2 separate regions of the Ovis aries genome follow, and region 2 is linked to region 1. A link is a contact called in public Hi-C data. All regions are on one chromosome and are shown on one strand. Each heading gives the region's core, a stretch centred on a gene start, on an enhancer-like site or on the middle of the called end of the contact. The rest is flanking DNA. Distances are from core to core; before and after follow the strand shown. Region 1 overlaps TFEC (transcription factor EC). Region 2 overlaps TFEC (transcription factor EC).

Region 1 (3,755 bases), core at 1,215-3,714:
CATGCCACCTATGCTCTAGTTGAGCCTTGACTCTATGACCCTGCCTTCTTGAATTTCAGTTTTGTTAACTAGGTTCTTGCTTCCCTTAAAAAGCATAGGCCTAATGTCTCTAGGGCTGGGGTTTGCTTTATTCTTTCCATCCCTTCTTTTCTTAAACCTAATTCTTGCCCAGAAGTGGAGCCTGACCTTGAGACCCTGACTTCCTGCCAATTGACTTCCTTAAAAAGATGCTCCAGCTAGGGTGACCAACCACCAAGGGTAGCCCAGACTGTCTCTGTCTTAGCACTGCAACCCCCATATCCTGGGAAACTCCTTGGTCCTGAGCAATCCTGCATGTAACTATCTTCAGTCTGTTGGTGTGTTCTTTGGCATTGGACCCTCCAGTACCTGTCCAATAGCCCTTAATGGAGGCAAGCGTGAGCCTGGCCCGAGTACCAGCTGCACAACCTAGAGTGAGAGGCAGTGAAAGAGCCATATATAAAGCAACTTGATACAAAAGAACACAAAAGAGGAGGAAAAGCTTAAGTGTTTGAAAGGTGGGAAAGTCGCTTCAGCCGTGTCTGACTCTTTGAGATCCCATGGACTGTAGCCCTCCAGGCTCCTCTGTCTGTGGGAATTCGCCAAGTAAGAATACTGGAGTGGGTTGCCATGCCCTCCTCCAAGGAATGTTCCCGACCCAGGGATCAAACCATAATCTCTTATGTCTCTTCTGTATTGGCAGGCGGGTTCTTTACCACTAGTGCCATTTGTAAAGTACTAAAGTTCAAAACTGAGAAGCCAAGAAGAAGATAATTGGTGCTAAGAGATAATGTTTAAGAACTGTGTTGAGATTTTGATATCAATTAACTCATTGAATCCTTACAGCCTTATAATATATATATATATAGTATAGGTCCTGATCTCTTTCATAATTCCTATTTTATAAAAATTATTTTGACTTAAAAAGAAAAAGGCCCTCCTCTTTGCTCATTCAACTCCATGCTTTTTGCCTTATGAGAAGAGACAGAACCAAGACCTAGATTTTGAGATTTTACTTGGGATGGTAAGAGTTTACCACTTCCGTGGGAAAAATGTATTAGTTATACTTGCTTAAATGAATTATTTATAAGCCTGCATTTTGTTATCAGGTTGGTAATTCTTTTTGTTATTTTGCTAAAGAACCTCAATCAGGTACTATGAAATCAGAAATGACCAGACTTGGGTGGACCACTCAACCATGTGCCTCATGCCACAAATATTCCTTGCACAGCTCTGATGTCAGTCCTTCCTGGAAACCAAATCTTATATTATGGCCCTGGAACTTGGTCTATTTGTTATCTCGAAAGTCGGGTCTTACAAAGGCTCAACCTCATAGAAGTTAGTTTGTTTAGAGTCCAATTCCTGTTGATGGATGCAGGAGTTGCCAGAGATTTCATTCTCTTTTCAGGTTCAGACTTAAAAGAATATATAGTCATTTCAGATTTCCAGTAACTTTCTGTTTCCTACAAAGTTAGAGTTTGAGTGATAATATTGTGGTGCTGATAGAAAAACAAGGATAGATTCACTTTCTCTTGCTTGGCTTTCTTGACCAGGACAGAGTTTTTGAAACAGCTTACTGGGGTGGGGATGGGGGAACATACCTGGCCATAGGACCCAGGGTGAAGCCCTAGGTAGTATTTGTGAGTCTGGCCTCATCAATGGTGGCTCTGACCACTAAGTCAGAGATTAGCAAACTATAGCCACAGGCTCACTTCAGCCTGCTGCCTATTTTTTCCCAATAAAATAGAGTTTTATTGGAACACAGCCAGTGTGTGGAATGGCAAAGTTGACTAGTTGTGACAAAGACCGTATGTCCTACAAAGCCTCAAAATATTTACTCTCTGGTCCAGAAAAAGTTTGCCAACCTCTGCAGTAAGTTATGCATAGATTTAGAAGAGATTTGGCTGAAAAATATTCAGTTTGTCTTTAACCTTTTAGGGGGGTCAAGACAAAACCAAAACAGGCCACCACTTGGCTTGAATGTGGCTCCTCTCCCATTTGGAGTCAGCCTCTCAAAGACTATTGGCAGTGAGACACAGTGCTGTTCTGTGGTTGGTGCTAACAGTTTTTTTTGTTTTGCAAACACTCATTATAAAAATAGGCTTATGTTTTTCAGACATCATTGGAAATTATAAACTAGTGTGTGGTGCAGTTTGAATTTGTCCTCTAACGATAAAAGAGCTTGCTAGAGGCCTCTTGGAAAACTTCTAGGACTATCTTTTTTTTTTTAAATTCAGCCTACAGGGAATGCTCAACTGTTTTTTTAATTATTATTTTTTTGAATTTTCTTGTCCCCTTGGGTCTTATTGTTCTCATATATTTTTTAGAACTAGTGAGTCACAGCCTTGTTACAATGAGAAAAATGATTGGTCTCTGGCCTTTGCTAGCATGAGAGATGGTGTTGAGGTGCAAAGATGTCACTGGACAAACTAAATATAGGCTGAGCAAGGCACTCCCAGCTTAGCTGTTTCTCTGCAAACAGAGGCCTGCTACATGTCATGAGCCTCCTCCCTCATTCTTTGCCTTGTGCTTTTTACACTGCTCTGGAGAAATCTTTCTTCTCAGAGTAGGGCTGAAGAAACGTTCCTAAATTCTCTGAGGACCCACAAAACAGCGGGAACTTCATGAATTCTTTTCTGGAGGAAACAAGCTGGTCCTGGTGACCAGACCCAGAGTCCAGAGCCTCAAGAATCCTGTTAGAACATGTTTCCTCCCCAATTCTTAAACTAACTTGCTTGTACATCTTGGTGGCAGCACTTAGCTGCTAAGTGTGATGACACTATAGGGTAGAACTTTCAATTTTCTGCTTTGTATAAGTGAATCAGACTATGTAGGTTAGAGATTAAACAATGAGAATATGCATTTCTAATTACGTACAGATACTAATGGGATAAAGTCACTTGGGAGAAGGATTGAGCGGTCCTATATTTAGACCAAAAAGGGATTTTCCAGCTGATTTTAAACTATTTGAAGCTGCTGGGCTTAAAGTCTTCTCAGTGGTCTACGACAGAAGGTAGAATCCTGATTTCCCGACCCTTATTGTGATTGATTCCCCACATCTCACAGCACAGAGCCTAGAGCCCATCCTGGAGGTGGGGAGATGCCCTAGCAGATGAGAACATGAATCTTTGCTTTGCTTCTGACTCACTGCATGGCCATGGAAAGTTCTTGTCACAAGACATGCAAAAATGAAAGATTTTGCCTTGAGAAACATCTCCAAGACAGTGTCTCCTAGCCATCTTACTCACCCTGTATGTCTAAAACTACCTCCTTGGGCAGGAAAGAATACTGGGACCCCCACAGCTGTGAGGGAGAGGGGAGCAGGCAGCCAACAGCTGAGTAACCAGTCTGGCTGTGAGCCTAGCCTCTGTCGTGGGTGGCTGTGTTTAATCCAAGTGCAGCTGCTGTAACAGATAAACCCCGAAATTTTGGTAACTCAGATTTTGCTCATGTAAATGCCCACTAGTGCTGGAGAGTGGGATGGGGTAGGGGATGGTGCTTTCCTCTGCAGTCTTTGGAGGACCCAAGCTGAGAGATACGCTTATTTCAACATGTGGTTTTCATAGATGCCCTTAGTATACAGACATCCAGCTAAAAAATGGAGGAGTATTTATAGCTCAGACCAGGAAACAGAGCACATAATTTCTTCCCACATTTCAATGCCAGATCTGAGTCTCATGGCCATTGCAAGAAAGGTTGGGAAATCTGGTCTCGCTGTGGGTCCAGGAGGAAAGTTA
Region 2 (3,803 bases), core at 199-2,698, 430 kb after region 1:
CCAACCAGTCCATTCTAAAAGAGATCAGTCCTGGGTGTTCTTTGGAAGGAATGATGCTAAAGCTGAAACTCCAGTACTTTGGCCACCTCATGTGAAGAGTTGACTCATTGGAAAAGACTCTGATGCTGGGAGGGATTGGGGGCAGGAGGAGAAGGGGACAACAGAGGATGAGATGGCTGGATGGCATCACTGACTTGATGGATGTGAGTCTGGGCGAACTCCGGGAGTTCGTGATGGATAGGGAGGCCTGGCGTGCTGTGGTTCACAGGGTCGCAAAGAGTTGGGCATGACTGAGTGACTGAACTGAACTAGCAACTAAACAGCAACAATAGTACTTTACTTATAAACACATTAGTGACATATAAAGATGGAATTTTGACCACAGAAGATGGATTATCTTTCAAACCTCAAATTATCCTTATACTGTAACAGTTTTACATTTAATAGTAGTATGTGGCAGTTTTCTAATAGAGAGGTGTACTGACTAGGCATATAATAGATTTTAACTGAGCTATTTTTATTCATGATATTTTAAAATGATAAATATTTATACCCAAAGGCATCTAAAATAAAATTCTAGTCATTTCTATAAACCTAATTTGTTCAAAAAATTTTTGTGTATATTGGCATATAGGTTATTTTCTGGGAAAGTGAATTTATGAGTAGCCTTCTAACCAGTGTCAATTAGTCTGTTGATGCAGACCATCACAAGAGCTTCTAAATACACTCTGAGTAGATTCACATGGCCTTAAAAAGAAATTTGGAGGATATCAGCAAAATGGCAGAGCTGTAGCTCCAAGTTCCTATCTCTCTGCAGAAACACGGAAAAGAAGCAGAAACTGGCAGAATCAACTTTGTTAGAATTCTGGAAAACACTCAAAGGTTTACAGCAGCCAGGTGGATGCTGAATCAAAAACAGAAGGCGACTTAACAATGATAGGAAAGCGCTGTGGCATTTTTACTTCCTCTTGCCCAAACCCCTCCCCAGCTTTGTAGTGCTCTTGAAGATGGCAGCCCACCTACCCAGTGTAAGAGTGCGACTCCCTGGTGCATAGGGAGCAGAGCAGATCTAACTGACAAAATATTATGTTTGTTTAGTCTAAGCTCTCTGGGAGCTGCGTGAGACACTAGCAAGGTTTCTGCTTTGCCTAACTTGGAGCTCACTCAGGGTAGGAAACTGGCCAGCATTACCCTGAAACATTGTAAGGTGACAAACAAACCATAGCTACCTGGGGCTAAACATTTTGGCTGAGATGCAACAGACTGTCCCAAGGCTGGAAAGAAAAGCTGGGAATAATTTTTTTTTTTGAGAAACCAGAGCTTGGAAAAGCATCCACATATATTTGGGAATTTAGAAACCCAAATATTTGTCCAAGGAAGGTCAGATACTCAGAAAAGACCATAGAATGCTCTAAGCTTTTACCTCTGGCTGACCTCTAGTCTCAGTGCAAGAAGGAAGTGAAGTCTAATTCAGAGTTGTAAACAGCCTGGCTAAGTGTTGAGGGAGTGACTCATCACAGAGTCAATCTCTAAAAATTGGGAGGGTTTTGTGTGTGTGTGTGTGTGTGTGTGTGTGTGTGTGTGTGTGTTAGCTCCTAGTGAACAAGGAAATTGCTGTCAAAATACTAGCTGAACACAAGATAAAAGAACAAAGACTTAAGTCTCAACACATTGAAATGGTATTATTTATATTCATTTGGAATCATAAGGGGCCCTGAATAGCCAAAACAATCTCAAAAAAGAGAGTAAAGTTGAACAACTCACATTTCCCAATTTTAAAACTTCAACAGAGCTATAGCAATCAAAACAGTGTGGTATTAGCATAAGCCTAGAAGTATAGACAGATGGAGTAGAATTGAGTGTTTAAAAATTAAACCCATACATCTATGGCCAATAGATTTTCAACAATGTGCCAAAGCTCAGTGGGTGAAGACTCATCTTTTTAATATATGATGTCTGCATATCCACATTCATAAAATGAAGTTGGATTCCTACCTTGCACTATAAATACAAATTAATTCAACATGGATCAGTGACCTAAATATAAGAACTAAAAATCATAAAACTATGAGAGGAAAACATAGGGATAAATTTTTTTGACTTTGGACTTATCAATGGATTCTTAGGTATGACACCAAAAGAAAGAGTAAGAGAAGAAAAAAATAGGTAAATTGGAATCATCTCAATTAAAAACTTTTGTGTGTCAAAGGGTATTATTCAAAGAAATGAAGATATAATCCACAGAATGAGAGAAAATATTTGCGAATAATATATTTGACAAGGGACTAGTATCCAGAATATATAAAGAACTGTTGCAACTCCAGAATAAAAAGACAAATTAAAAATTAAGAAATTAAAAAATAAGAATTAAAAAATAAGAAATGGATATAAATAGATTCTCCAAAGAAGATATACAGATGGCCAAAAAGCACATGAAAAATGCTCAACATCATTAGTCATCAGGGGAATATAAACCAAAACCACAATGAGGTTCTACTTCACATCTCCTGGGGCTATCATAATAACAATAAATGGAAACTAAGTGTTGGCAAGGAAGAACTGGAACTTTCCTGCGTCGCTGGCAGGAATGCAAAATGGTTCCGCCATTATGGAAACCAGTTTGGAAATTCTCAAAAAGTTAAACATAGGCTTACCTTATGACCCAGCAATTGAACTCCTAGGTATACACCTAAAAACAAAAACAAAAACACAGAATATAGGTACTAAAATAAGTTCTTGGATACATATGCTCATAGCAGCACTATTTGTAGTAGTCAAAAGGTGGAGACAGTCCAAATATTCATCAACAGATAAGTGGATAAACAAATTATGATTAAAAAAATATATTTCAAGAACTTCCCTGCTGGTCCAGTGACTAAGATTTCATACTTCCATTGTGGGGGTGCAAGTTCAGTCCCTCTTTGGGAAGCTAAGATCCCATGTGCCATGTATCACAGCTGAAAAATAAAGTGTCCTGTCATTTTTAAGAATATGTGTATATATATATGTATGTATGTATATAAATATTTCGGCCATGAAAAGGATGGAAATACTTATACCTACCACAGTGGATGTATGTGGTGAACCTTGAAAACATTATTCTAAGTGAAAGAAGTCAGCTATGAAAAGTCAAATATTGTATGATTCTATTTACATGAAATATCCAGAATGGATAAAGCCATAGAGAATTCAGATGTCCAGGGGCTAGGGAGGGGTGAAAATGGGAAGAAATGGTTTAATGGATATAGGGTTTTACTCTGGAGTGATGGAACTGTCTTAGAACTAGACTAAAGAGGTGATTGCATAACACTGTGAATGTGTTAGATATGTCACCAAATTATCACTTCAATGCTTAAGTCTATGTTACATGAATTTTGTTTCAATGAATTATTAAGAAAATAAATAAATCCAGGAAACACTTGAGACTGGCTTGAGGCTAATTTTCTTGCCTCCAGAAGCAATATCTCATCAGACAATTTCACAGGAACATCTAACCTAGTCTTGCCTGATATTTCATGATAATAAAACTTATTTCTCCTGGAACAAATGCATCACCTGTTCCAGTCAGTTTTACACCAAACATGGTCTCCAGCAATGGCACAGGAAGTATGAGGTAGGATGTTAATGAGGTGATTGTTGATCCAGAGTTGCTGAAGTGAGTTTAAAAACATCAAAGATAAGAAGAGAGCCTAGAATGAAATGCTTCCAGAAAACCTCACCATACAGTCAATCCCTTTCCATGACACCATGATTCTGTAACTGGTCAGTGATAACACATGGTGGAGATGTTTTGAGGGGTAAGT

What was found. Hi-C and Micro-C count contacts between places; a contact is called where the count stands out from the background.
Region 2: a Hi-C map of tail adipose tissue shows a contact between it and region 1, with 2.9 times the contacts expected there. The contact joins two enhancer-like sites. A contact is called at or near these places in 5 of 16 Hi-C or Micro-C datasets (muscle, omental adipose tissue, skin fibroblasts and 1 more).

The regions. Positions count from the first base shown.
Region 1 is chr4:53,318,612-53,322,366 of ARS-UI_Ramb_v3.0, forward strand. The region is part of intron 1 of TFEC (transcription factor EC); the gene reads left to right. Among named protein-coding and RNA genes, the nearest start is that of CAV1, 56 kb to the right of the region's middle. Within about 2 kb of position 2,465, at least 8 of the 54 cell types and tissues checked have an H3K27ac peak or open chromatin away from gene starts, as enhancers often do. A contact at or near this core is called in tail adipose tissue, where this site is marked.
Region 2 is chr4:53,750,968-53,754,770 of ARS-UI_Ramb_v3.0, forward strand. The region is part of intron 3 of TFEC (transcription factor EC); the gene reads left to right. Among named protein-coding and RNA genes, the nearest start is that of TES, 37 kb to the left of the region's middle. Within about 2 kb of position 1,449, at least 17 of the 54 cell types and tissues checked have an H3K27ac peak or open chromatin away from gene starts, as enhancers often do. A contact at or near this core is called in tail adipose tissue, where this site is marked.